Regions from separate parts of the Mus musculus genome. Here regions 1 and 3 are each linked to region 2. The links are chromatin contacts, called in public promoter capture Hi-C maps. All regions are on one chromosome and are shown on one strand. Each heading gives the region's core, a stretch centred on a gene start, on an enhancer-like site or on the middle of the called end of the contact. The rest is flanking DNA. Distances are from core to core; before and after follow the strand shown. Region 1 holds the start of Tmem231 (transmembrane protein 231). Region 2 holds the start of Nudt7 (nudix (nucleoside diphosphate linked moiety X)-type motif 7). Region 3 holds the start of Kars (lysyl-tRNA synthetase).

The links. Promoter capture Hi-C pulls out the DNA fragments that hold promoters and counts their contacts.
Region 1: a contact with region 2 is called in a promoter capture Hi-C map of pre-B cells, with 4 times the contacts expected there. The contact joins the promoter of Tmem231 here to the promoter of Nudt7 in region 2. A contact is called at or near these places in 1 of 39 promoter capture datasets (pre-B cells), 2 of 484 Hi-C or Micro-C datasets (B cells and regulatory T cells) and 2 of 115 datasets of contacts at active chromatin or transcription factors (astrocytes and pro-B cells).
Region 3: a contact with region 2 is called in a promoter capture Hi-C map of pre-B cells, with 5 times the contacts expected there. The contact joins the promoter of Kars here to the promoter of Nudt7 in region 2. A contact is called at or near these places in 2 of 39 promoter capture datasets (the C10 cell line and pre-B cells), 2 of 115 datasets of contacts at active chromatin or transcription factors (astrocytes and large pre-B cells) and 2 of 9 other capture datasets (adipose tissue and liver).

Annotation. Positions count from the first base shown.
Region 1 is chr8:111,932,123-111,935,294 of GRCm38.p6, reverse strand. Tmem231 (transmembrane protein 231) reads left to right here and starts at 1,482. Exons shown (of 7, transcript NM_001033321.2): 1 at 1,482-1,667; 2 at 1,766-1,935. The coding sequence starts at 1,529.
Region 2 is chr8:114,132,101-114,135,147 of GRCm38.p6, reverse strand. Nudt7 (nudix (nucleoside diphosphate linked moiety X)-type motif 7) reads right to left here and starts at 1,574. Exons shown (of 4, transcript NM_024437.4): 1 at 1,448-1,574. The coding sequence starts at 1,482.
Region 3 is chr8:112,010,040-112,012,921 of GRCm38.p6, reverse strand. Kars (lysyl-tRNA synthetase) reads left to right here and starts at 1,568. Exons shown (of 14, transcript NM_053092.3): 1 at 1,568-1,712. The coding sequence starts at 1,654. Terf2ip (telomeric repeat binding factor 2, interacting protein) reads right to left here and starts at 1,563. Exons shown (of 3, transcript NM_020584.2): 1 at 780-1,563. The coding sequence starts at 1,440.

The sequences.
Region 1 (3,172 bases), core at 233-2,732, 2.2 Mb after region 2:
TGTGTGTCTATGGACCATGTGTCTGCAGTGCCCACAGAAGCTGTTGGATCCCCTAGGACTGGAGTTACAGTTGGCTCTGAGCCCCTGTGTGGGTGCTGAAAGTCAAACCTTGATCCTCTGGAAAACCGGCCTCTCCAGCTTACTTACATGTTACACTACATTTACTTATTCATTATTTGTGCATAGATGCAGATGAGCACCATGACAGGCATGTAGAGGTCAGAGGACAGCCTTTCCAGAATTAAGATAGATGGTGGGAGCTGGAGAGATGACCCAATTGTTAAGAGCACCGATTGTTCTTGCAGAGGACCTGGAGAAAGGAGAATTGAGGGCCAGCACAGGCTACATAGTAAGACCCTACTTCCAAACAGGTAAAAATCTGTCTTCCATGTTAAGATATTGGTGTTAGTATTTACCTAAGTGATCAGCTAATGCTAACTTTGGGGAAGACAGTATCAGTGTTTATAGCTAACAAAGTACAACAGAAGGAGCCATTTAGTAAAATACCCTTTAACCTTTTTTTTTTTTTTTTTTTTTCCGAGACAGGGTTTCTCTGTGTAGCCCCGGCTGTTCTGAAACTCACTTTGTAGACCAGGCTGGCCTCAAACTCAGAAATCCGCCTGCCTCTGCCTCCTGAGTGCTGGGATTAAAGGCGTGCACCACTACGCCCGGCCTTTTATTTTTTGTTTTTGTTCTAACCTTTAAATAATCAGGGGGTTTGTTTCCTGTTTTCTATCTTTCCTGCTATGGGGCATAGTGAAAGCATTAACCTTGAAGACAAAAGTACCTGGTTCTAGGACGGTGGCCTTGTTATAGGAATGTCCCGACTTCAGTATGAACCTCAATGGAGTTTTTGCATTGAAACAAAGTCTCCAGTATCTCTGGCTGGTCTCAAACTCACAATGTAGCTAAAGATGACCTTGGACTTCTGATCCTTCTGTCTTCACCTGAAGAGTTGTTAGTGTTACAGATGTGGGCCAAGGTGCCTGGTTTAATGAAGTGCTGGAGATGAACTCAGGGCTTCCTGTATAGTAGGCTAGCCCTCTACCAACTAAGCTACATCAACCATCCTTATGTCATGAGTTAATAGATGATCTATGGGGTGATGTCAACATCTATGCACGTCTGATTTTGTACAATTGACACAGACTTTGGTGAGTGAAAATATCATTACAGTTGCTTTCTTTTTTTTTTTTTTAAGATTTATTTATTATATGTAAGTACACCACTGTAGCTGTCTTCAGACATTCCGGAAGAGGGCGTCAGATCTCATTATGGATGGTTGTGAGCCACCATGTGGTTGCTGGGATTTGACTCAGGACCTTTGGAAGAGCAGTCAGCGCTCTTACCGGCTGAGCCATCTCACCAGCCCATACAGTTGCCTTCTTGAAGAGACGCGCAGGCACAGCACTAACACAGGACCCTCCTCCTGCTAGCTCCACCCCCTTCTAGAGGCCTGCATGCCTGCTATTGGTTCCTCTGCCCGCCGTCGGTTGCCGTGGAGACTCGGCGCTGCGGCCCTGCGCTCATGGCGCTGTACCATCTCTTCTCTCACCCAATCGAGCGCGCTTACCGCGCGGGGCTCTGCTCCAAGGCCGCGCTCTTCCTGCTGTTGACCACCGCGCTCACCTACATCCCCCCGCTGCTGGTGGCCTTCCGGAGCCACGGTGAGCCTGCCCGGGCCTGGAGGGCCACACGGCGCGGCCGGCGGGCCCAGGCCGGCAATCCTAACCTGGCTCCCCCCAACCCGCCTTGTCTCCCGCAGGGTTTTGGCTGAAGCGGAGCAGCTACGAGGAGCAGCCGAACGTGCGCTTCCAGCACCAAGTGCTGCTCGTGGCTCTCCTGGGGCCGGAGCCTGAAGCCTTCCTCGCCTGGAGCACGTTCCCCACCTTCAACCGGCTGCAGGGGGCTCACCTGCGCGTCCCGCTCGTGTCGGTGCGTGGTTCCCGCCCGGATCCTGGGGGTGATAGGATGGAGTGAGATCCCAGTTTGGGTCATTTGACCGGGTGTGAGAGCAGAGTCTCGTGTATCCCAGGCTTGCCTTAAACTATATAGCCAAAGTCGTCTTTCAACAACTGATACTCGGCCTTCACCTTCCCAGTGCCGGGGATTCGCTATGCAACGCCCTGCTGGGGTATATGGGGTGCTGGGAATCAAACCCAAGGCTTTGTGCTTGCATGCAAGGACTTAACCACTGAGCCACTCTCAGTCCCACAGCTTGGATCTTAAGGAGCCACGAGGGTTGGAAACAAAAGTCCCTTTGGCCTGCGCATGCTTAACTTTCTAGATAGTTTTATTCAGTTTCTCCAGGTTTCCCTAGAAAGGCAGCCGTGCAGGCACTGTGTTTGCCGGACAACAAGAGTCCAGAGCCTGTTTCTGGTGCTGGTCATTTTCTGAATGGAAAGGTGGCTGAAGAAAAAACCCCTTTGAGGGCTTGTAGGCGGAGTTCTGTACACCCCAGTACGCTGCTGAGTTTGAACATCACCAAGCTGTAAAGACAGAAAGTACCAGTGTTTTTATGCAGACTTGATGCGGGGTAGGGCGGGGCAAGCGGTGATTGGTTGAATTCTCAGGTCCTGCTCTAGCCAAGCCACGCCTGTCTGGGTTAGGCTTCTCAACTCTTTGCCACACTGCAGCTGTCTCCTGTGTAAGGGAAACATTTTACTGGCTGCAGTTTAGTGTTTACTTTCGCATAAATCAAGTGCTTCCTTACGGTCATCCCTTGCCGTTCATATAATGACATGGGCAGAGTGATGACTTTAACTAGGTGTTTGTTAGTAAATATTTTGTTTCTAACCTCCACCTGAGGCAGGATTGCCCCCCCCCTTCCCTGACCTATACAGCAAGCTCAGGGCTATTCAGTCTCAAAAGCGTAGCGCTGGCATGTAAAGTCAAAAGACAACTTGGAGGGGTCAGTTCCCTCCTGTCACTGTCCCGGGAATCCAGCTTGGATTCCCAGGGTTGGCTGCAGGAGTCTTTACCTGCTGAGCTATCTCATTACCCATCCTTGATTTTTTTTTTTTTTAATTTGCTCCAATCGTTTTACTATTAAAATTAGTAAGTGAATAAACAAAGCTTTAACTAAATCCTACAGCTTTTTTATTCTTTTTGAGATGGGTTATTGCTATGTTGCCTGCCCAAGCTGTAAGCCCAGTTCAGCCAGCTACGAAGC
Region 2 (3,047 bases), core at 325-2,824:
TTGCAGATGTAAGTAGTTAAGGCTCTTGAGATTGCACCATCCTGAATGTAGGGAGAACTCCCAATCCAACAACAGGTGTCTTTGAAGGAAGAGGCTATAGACATAGATGTACACACACACACACACACACACACACACACACACACACACACACACACAGAGAGACAGACAGACAGACAGACAGATGGGAATGGGGACCCAAAATCTGCTGCTATAAGCCAAGGATGATCGAAAGTTACCAGAAGCTGGAAGGGGCAATGGAACATCCCCAGAGACTTCTGATTGTGTGCCTGCTAATACCTTGATTATGGACTTCAGACCTGATTATGGGTCCTTCAGACCCAAGAGAGGCTAATTGCTATTCCTCAAGTCATCCAGTTGGTAGGACTTTGTCACAGTGGCTGTAGAAAGTGTAACATTAGTTCTCACTATTCCGCAGTATGACTGTGCAAAACCAGATGTTTAGGTCAGCCAGAACTCATTCCATCTCAAAAGCTGGGTGGAGCCGGGTGCGGTAACTAGCTCACACCTGCAACCTCCTAGTGCTTGGAGAAGCTGAGGCAGAACGACTACCGAAAGTTTGAGATCAGCCTGGGCTACCCATCATCTCCTGGAGCCTCGAGAAGTCCTCATCTGTAACTTGCTCGAGGGTAGCCGTGCAGGTAAAGTGGCCAGTTCATGAACAAGGTGGCCCTGAGCTGTGAGTGTTAATCACTAGCGCATCCTTAACAAGCCTTTGGTTAGAGGGGTTTGCTTATTCTCAAACACCGCCCCCCCCCCCCACAAGCCCCATCCCATCCATGTGACAGAGAGCTGGCTGCAAACCAATCAAATGTCCTGGAAAGGGCCAATGAAAGCTGGCACACAGTACAGCTGATACTCACAGGCCTCTGTCCAGAAAAGACAATTAGCCAGCCAAAGAGGAAGAAGGCTTTTAAACAACCCCTAGAACTGCCCAGAGGCAGCAGGAAAATAAAAGTCTAATTGTGTCGAGACAATACCATCAAAATAGGAGCAGGGCTGGCCCATTCTGTGTTGAGTTCTCAGAACAGCCTTGTAGTACTGAGGCCAGGCTGGGAGCAGCAATGCCTTGAGCAAGAACCTCGGTTATGGGTGGAAGAAGCCACCCAGGAACTTGAACTCTGTTTGGCTGATGCATAACTGTCTGGCCATGTTGGGGTTCTGAGGTTCCGCTGTGGGGGTTCCTGAAGAGTGACTCGGATTGGCAAAAGGGAAACGCTGTGACCCTGGGAGATGAGGACACGCCTGCGCGTGTGTGAATCTTGTTAGGTGAAAACCCCAACTCTGTCCCCAGGAGCAGAAGAGCAAAGTTCCGGCTGGAGGGGAGCCCTGAGGAGCCTGAACTGCAGGGTGGATAGATAGGGCCTGTGCAATGATCAGAGCCCGGCTTGGTCAGGCTCCGGTGCTTGGAGCCGGAGAGCTTTACCTGACAGGCTCCGGGAGTCCACAAGGTCGCGACATCAGCCCTGCAGTACTTCCTCTTACTAGCAGCAGGAGACTTCGGGAAGCAAATAGTTCTGACGCGCATGCGCTTAGTAGCCCCAGCTAGGAATGAGGGCGGGGACTTTTCAGGGAGGAGAGGCTGAGGGCGGGGCCCTTCAAAGACGCCCGAAGTGCTAGGGGCGGGGCCTATAGGTAGGGCGTGTTCGGGGCGGAGTTAGGTCCGAAGGTGGTGCTGACCGGATTTAAAGTGTTGAATACACTAAAAAAAAAAAAAAAAAAAAAAGATTGCTGTCTAGTAGCGTGGGCTTCTTCAAAACCATGGAGCATGTGAGAAAATTTGCAATAAGCAGTTGTAAAAAGTACTTAATTTTAAAAAATTAAAAATTAATTACGCTTGCCGGGCATGGTGGTACATGCCTTTAATCCCAGCACTTGGGAGGTAGGGGCAGGCAGATTACTCTTGAGTTCCAGGGCAGCCTGGTCTACAAAGTGAGTTCTGGGACAGCCAGGACTGTTACATAGAGAAACACCGTGTCTTGAAAAACCAAACAAAAACGAAAACCAAAAACCAAAAACAAAACATTTTATTTACTAGTGTGTGTGTGTGTGTGTGTGTGTGTGTGCGCGCGTGTGTGTGTGTGTGTGTGTGTGTGTGTGTGTGTGCGCGCGCGTGTGTGCGTGCGTGTGTGTGTGTGTGTGTGTGTGTGTGTGTGTGTGTGTGTGTGTGCTACAGAATATGTATGAAGATCAGAGGACAACTTTCAGGAGCCAGTTCTCTCCTTCCACCCTGTGAGTTCCAGGAATGAAACTCAGGTAGGTAGGCTCAGAGGCTGGGAGGGGAAAAGGAGGCTGGGTGGAGAGTTGGGGGCTTGGAAAACCAGGCCGAGCTCCTCACTCCTGGCCAAAAGAGAGTGTCTAACATGTAGCTCTCCACACCTCCACCCCCACCCCAGTATCAATGTCTCCAGTGTCCTGCTGCAATGCAGACTGCCCAGAAGCACACACCTACTAAGTCCCAGGAGGGTGGCAGGTCCCCAGTGTAGGTAGATGCTGCTGTCTGACACCTGCACCTGTTTTCAGGGATGAACTGCCTAGCAATGGGAGAGCTCCATCACCTCACACAGAGCTGAGAGAGAGTGTGAGCTGAGCGGGGAGGCTGGCCGGAACTGAGACTGGGGGGGGGGGGGGAGAGGGGAGCAAGGCAGGCTTCTCCAAAGACTGGCATAGTGTCTGACACACAAACTTAATGATGGGCTTTACAATTCATATATCCTTCCCTAATGTCACACATGAGTACAATGTATCTATTGTAAGTGATTACAATAACACCCACCTTCCATACCCCTCCATTTTCCTCCCAGAACCCCCAACCACATCTGCCTCCCCAATTCATGTCTTCTACTTCTTTTTTATTTTTCTTTTCTTCTCTTAAAATTCAAAGAAATTGAATGTAAAATTAAGTAATATATAAGAATGAGTCAAAAACTGAATTCATCCCTACATCAGTATAGTAAAAAAATATAATTCATTGTATATTATATTATTTTTTTAATGAAAGAATAATTCCATAAAAACAAGAGTAC
Region 3 (2,882 bases), core at 319-2,818, 2.1 Mb after region 2:
AACCTCAAGTGCTTAGAAATTCACCTCACCTAAGAAGACCACAAAGCAACTTTCCTCTTTATATAGAAGTACATTCAGTTAAGCCAAAATACGGAAAGTAAACTGACCTGCCATGCCATTCACATAGTTTATATTGAGTAAGACCAGAATATAGGCAATATCTTAAAATGAACGGCCAGGGGCCTTTTCTCAAATAAAAAAGATGGAGGATGAGAAGAAGAGGAGGAGGAGGAGGAGGAGGCGCAAGAAGAGGTGGAGGAAAAGGAGAAAAGGAGAGGAGGAAGGAAGGAAGGAAAAAGGGGGAAGGGAAAATATCTTTGAAATTTCTGAAAACAGAAACAGGTTACCCTGTTACCTCCTGGGTATGGTGGGTAGGAAGGGTAGAAGATTTCCATATATACTGTACTGTGTTCCTTTTGAACACAGAGCCGTTTTTGTAAACTAGTTACTGTTCCGTAGTCTCAGTCACTCCGAAGGCAGGAGAATATTTCAGGCATAGAGTTTGGGGACAGCCTGGGCGACACAGCGAAGAGACTCAAGTTCCCCGCCCTCCCAAACCCAAATCCATCAACGAACAAACATCCAGTCAACGGGAAGGAAAAGTTAAATGAAAAGACAAATTAAAACCAGAAAACAAGGGATAAGAGGAAACGGTGCACTTTCGCTTCGGACCTCAACAGAGAAGAGGGGCTGAGCTATGCCACCCACGGCGCCCAAAAAGACGCTCGCTGACAGGCAGGCAGCCCCGCCCCCCGGAGCCCCGAAGGTGCCGGCCTCACCTCCGCTATCCGCGGCCTCGGGGTCCTGCTCCGCCTTCCGTTTGAGCTTCTGGGAGGACGGGCTGACCGGGGCGTTCCCGAGCAGGTACTTGTGCTCCTGACCCCGTAGGTGCTTGAGGTAGCGGTCCTTGAGCGACTGCCAGGAGTGCTGCGTGAGCGAGCTCTTCTCCATCGCTTTCCACAAGGCATTGCCTGTGACCGAGCTGGGCGAACGGGCGTTCTCCTTCACGTAGGTCAGGATGGCCACATCTTCCGCGTCGGTGTAGGCGATGCGCCCGGTCAGGGGCTGCGGCTCCGGTTCCGTGGAGCCCTCGGTGGAAGCCCCGGGCTTCGGATCGGACGCCTGCTCCGTCAGGCCCAGCCGATAGGCCTCCAGGTCCAGCTTCTCGTTGCGATCCACGCAGTCTAGGATGTACTGCGTGGAGATGAAGTCGCCCGAAGCCTCGGCCAGCGCCTCCCCGGGCTGGGCGAGAAGCACGGCTCCGGGTTCCTGCACCCGACACACGGTGCCGCCGCCGTGCAGGATGAGCGTCGACAGCCGGCGCTTGGCCGAGCTGGGCCGCACGTAAAACGACATGGCGCTGCCGTCTTCTCTCACGAACAGAGTGGAGGAGTGAGTGGGCCCATTGGGGTCTTTACCCAGATCCATCGCCTCCGCCATACCTGTCGCCCCGCTGTACAAGTAAAGCGCAGAAACGACACCACTAAGACGGACTCTCCGCCGGAGGAGCCCAGCACTGCGCCTGCGCAGCGAGAGTCCGGCCGAGGGCCCGCCCTCTTTCCCGGAAGAGGCAGGACTTAGAGCCACGACCTGGAAGTTCTAGTTCTACGCTAGTCATAATTTTTTTTTTTCTGGGTCGGGCCAGTGGGGAAGATGGCCACGCTGCAGGAGAGTGAAGTCAAAGTGGATGGCGAGCAGAAACTAAGCAAGAAGTAAGTGTCGTTGAAGATCTCTAAGTGTCTCTTGTTGCAGTGTTCCGATGGGAAGTGCCTGGAGTTTTCCCGCCAAGGCGACTGTGCCTGGGGTCCCTCTTGTCTTTTCCGGTGGGTGAGCACATGCTGGGACAGAGATGCAGTGCCGTAGAACCTACAGCCTCCAGGATGCCCCAGGAGGATCAACTGCGTGGCTGATGGGTTCCCTGGTCCTAGCCGTAGGGACGAGCATACCTAGGGAAAGCCAGCACAGAAACCGGGAATGGTAGCAAAGAAAAGTGAAACTAACTTTTCCCTACCTTCTAAGAAATGCTCTTTTAATTGAACCACTCCCCCAACGGATAGACTGGAAAATGGTTAAATATCTTTGTTCTTAAAAGAAGAACCTTTACATTATCCTTGGCCTATCCAAGGTTATTCTGCACCTTGGGTGTTAAAAGGGGGTACGTTCTGAAACAATAGTGTACCTACCCATATGTGTCACTCAAAGGATCTGTGACACGGGAGCAAGTGGCCTTATTTAGCGGGATACACCAGGCTCCCTTTGCACTGCTGGGGGTATCTTTGTAAAACACTCCAAATCCCAGAATTGAGTAGGCAGATAAGATTACCCTCCCTTTAACTGGTTGCTTTTAGGACTACACTCTAGTCCACTTGACCCACAGAACACTAGCAATGACTTGAATGTCTTCTTAGTGCCTGGAACTACATAGTACCCTCCAAAGCTGTAGGAAATAACTAGTTTAAGCTGTCACATACCATGGCTGCTTTCGTTAGTACCCTAGCAATAAATAAATCCCCTTATTGATCCCCGAGGGAAATACCAGAAACCTTCTAGATAATAACTGGGTTTCCTTTTTATGGCTGTGTTTCTGCTTTGTGTGGTTTAGAAGGATTTTAAAGAAAATGTTTAAATTTATGGGTTGCAGGCTCCCTGGTTGGTTGTCCTTTGTGTGAGCAGTTTAGTGGATTCCTTAGCGGAGGATGGGTGAGTTTATTAAATCAGTAGTTGGAATTTTGAGTCACAAGCGAAAGAAAGTACCTCAGTTTTCAGGTAATTTAAGGAAGCCTTACTGCTGCTTTCAAGTCACTTTTCTTTCTTTCTTTTCTTTTTTTTTTTGGTTTTTCGAGACAGGATTTCTCTGTGTAGCCCTGGCGCCCTGGCTGTCC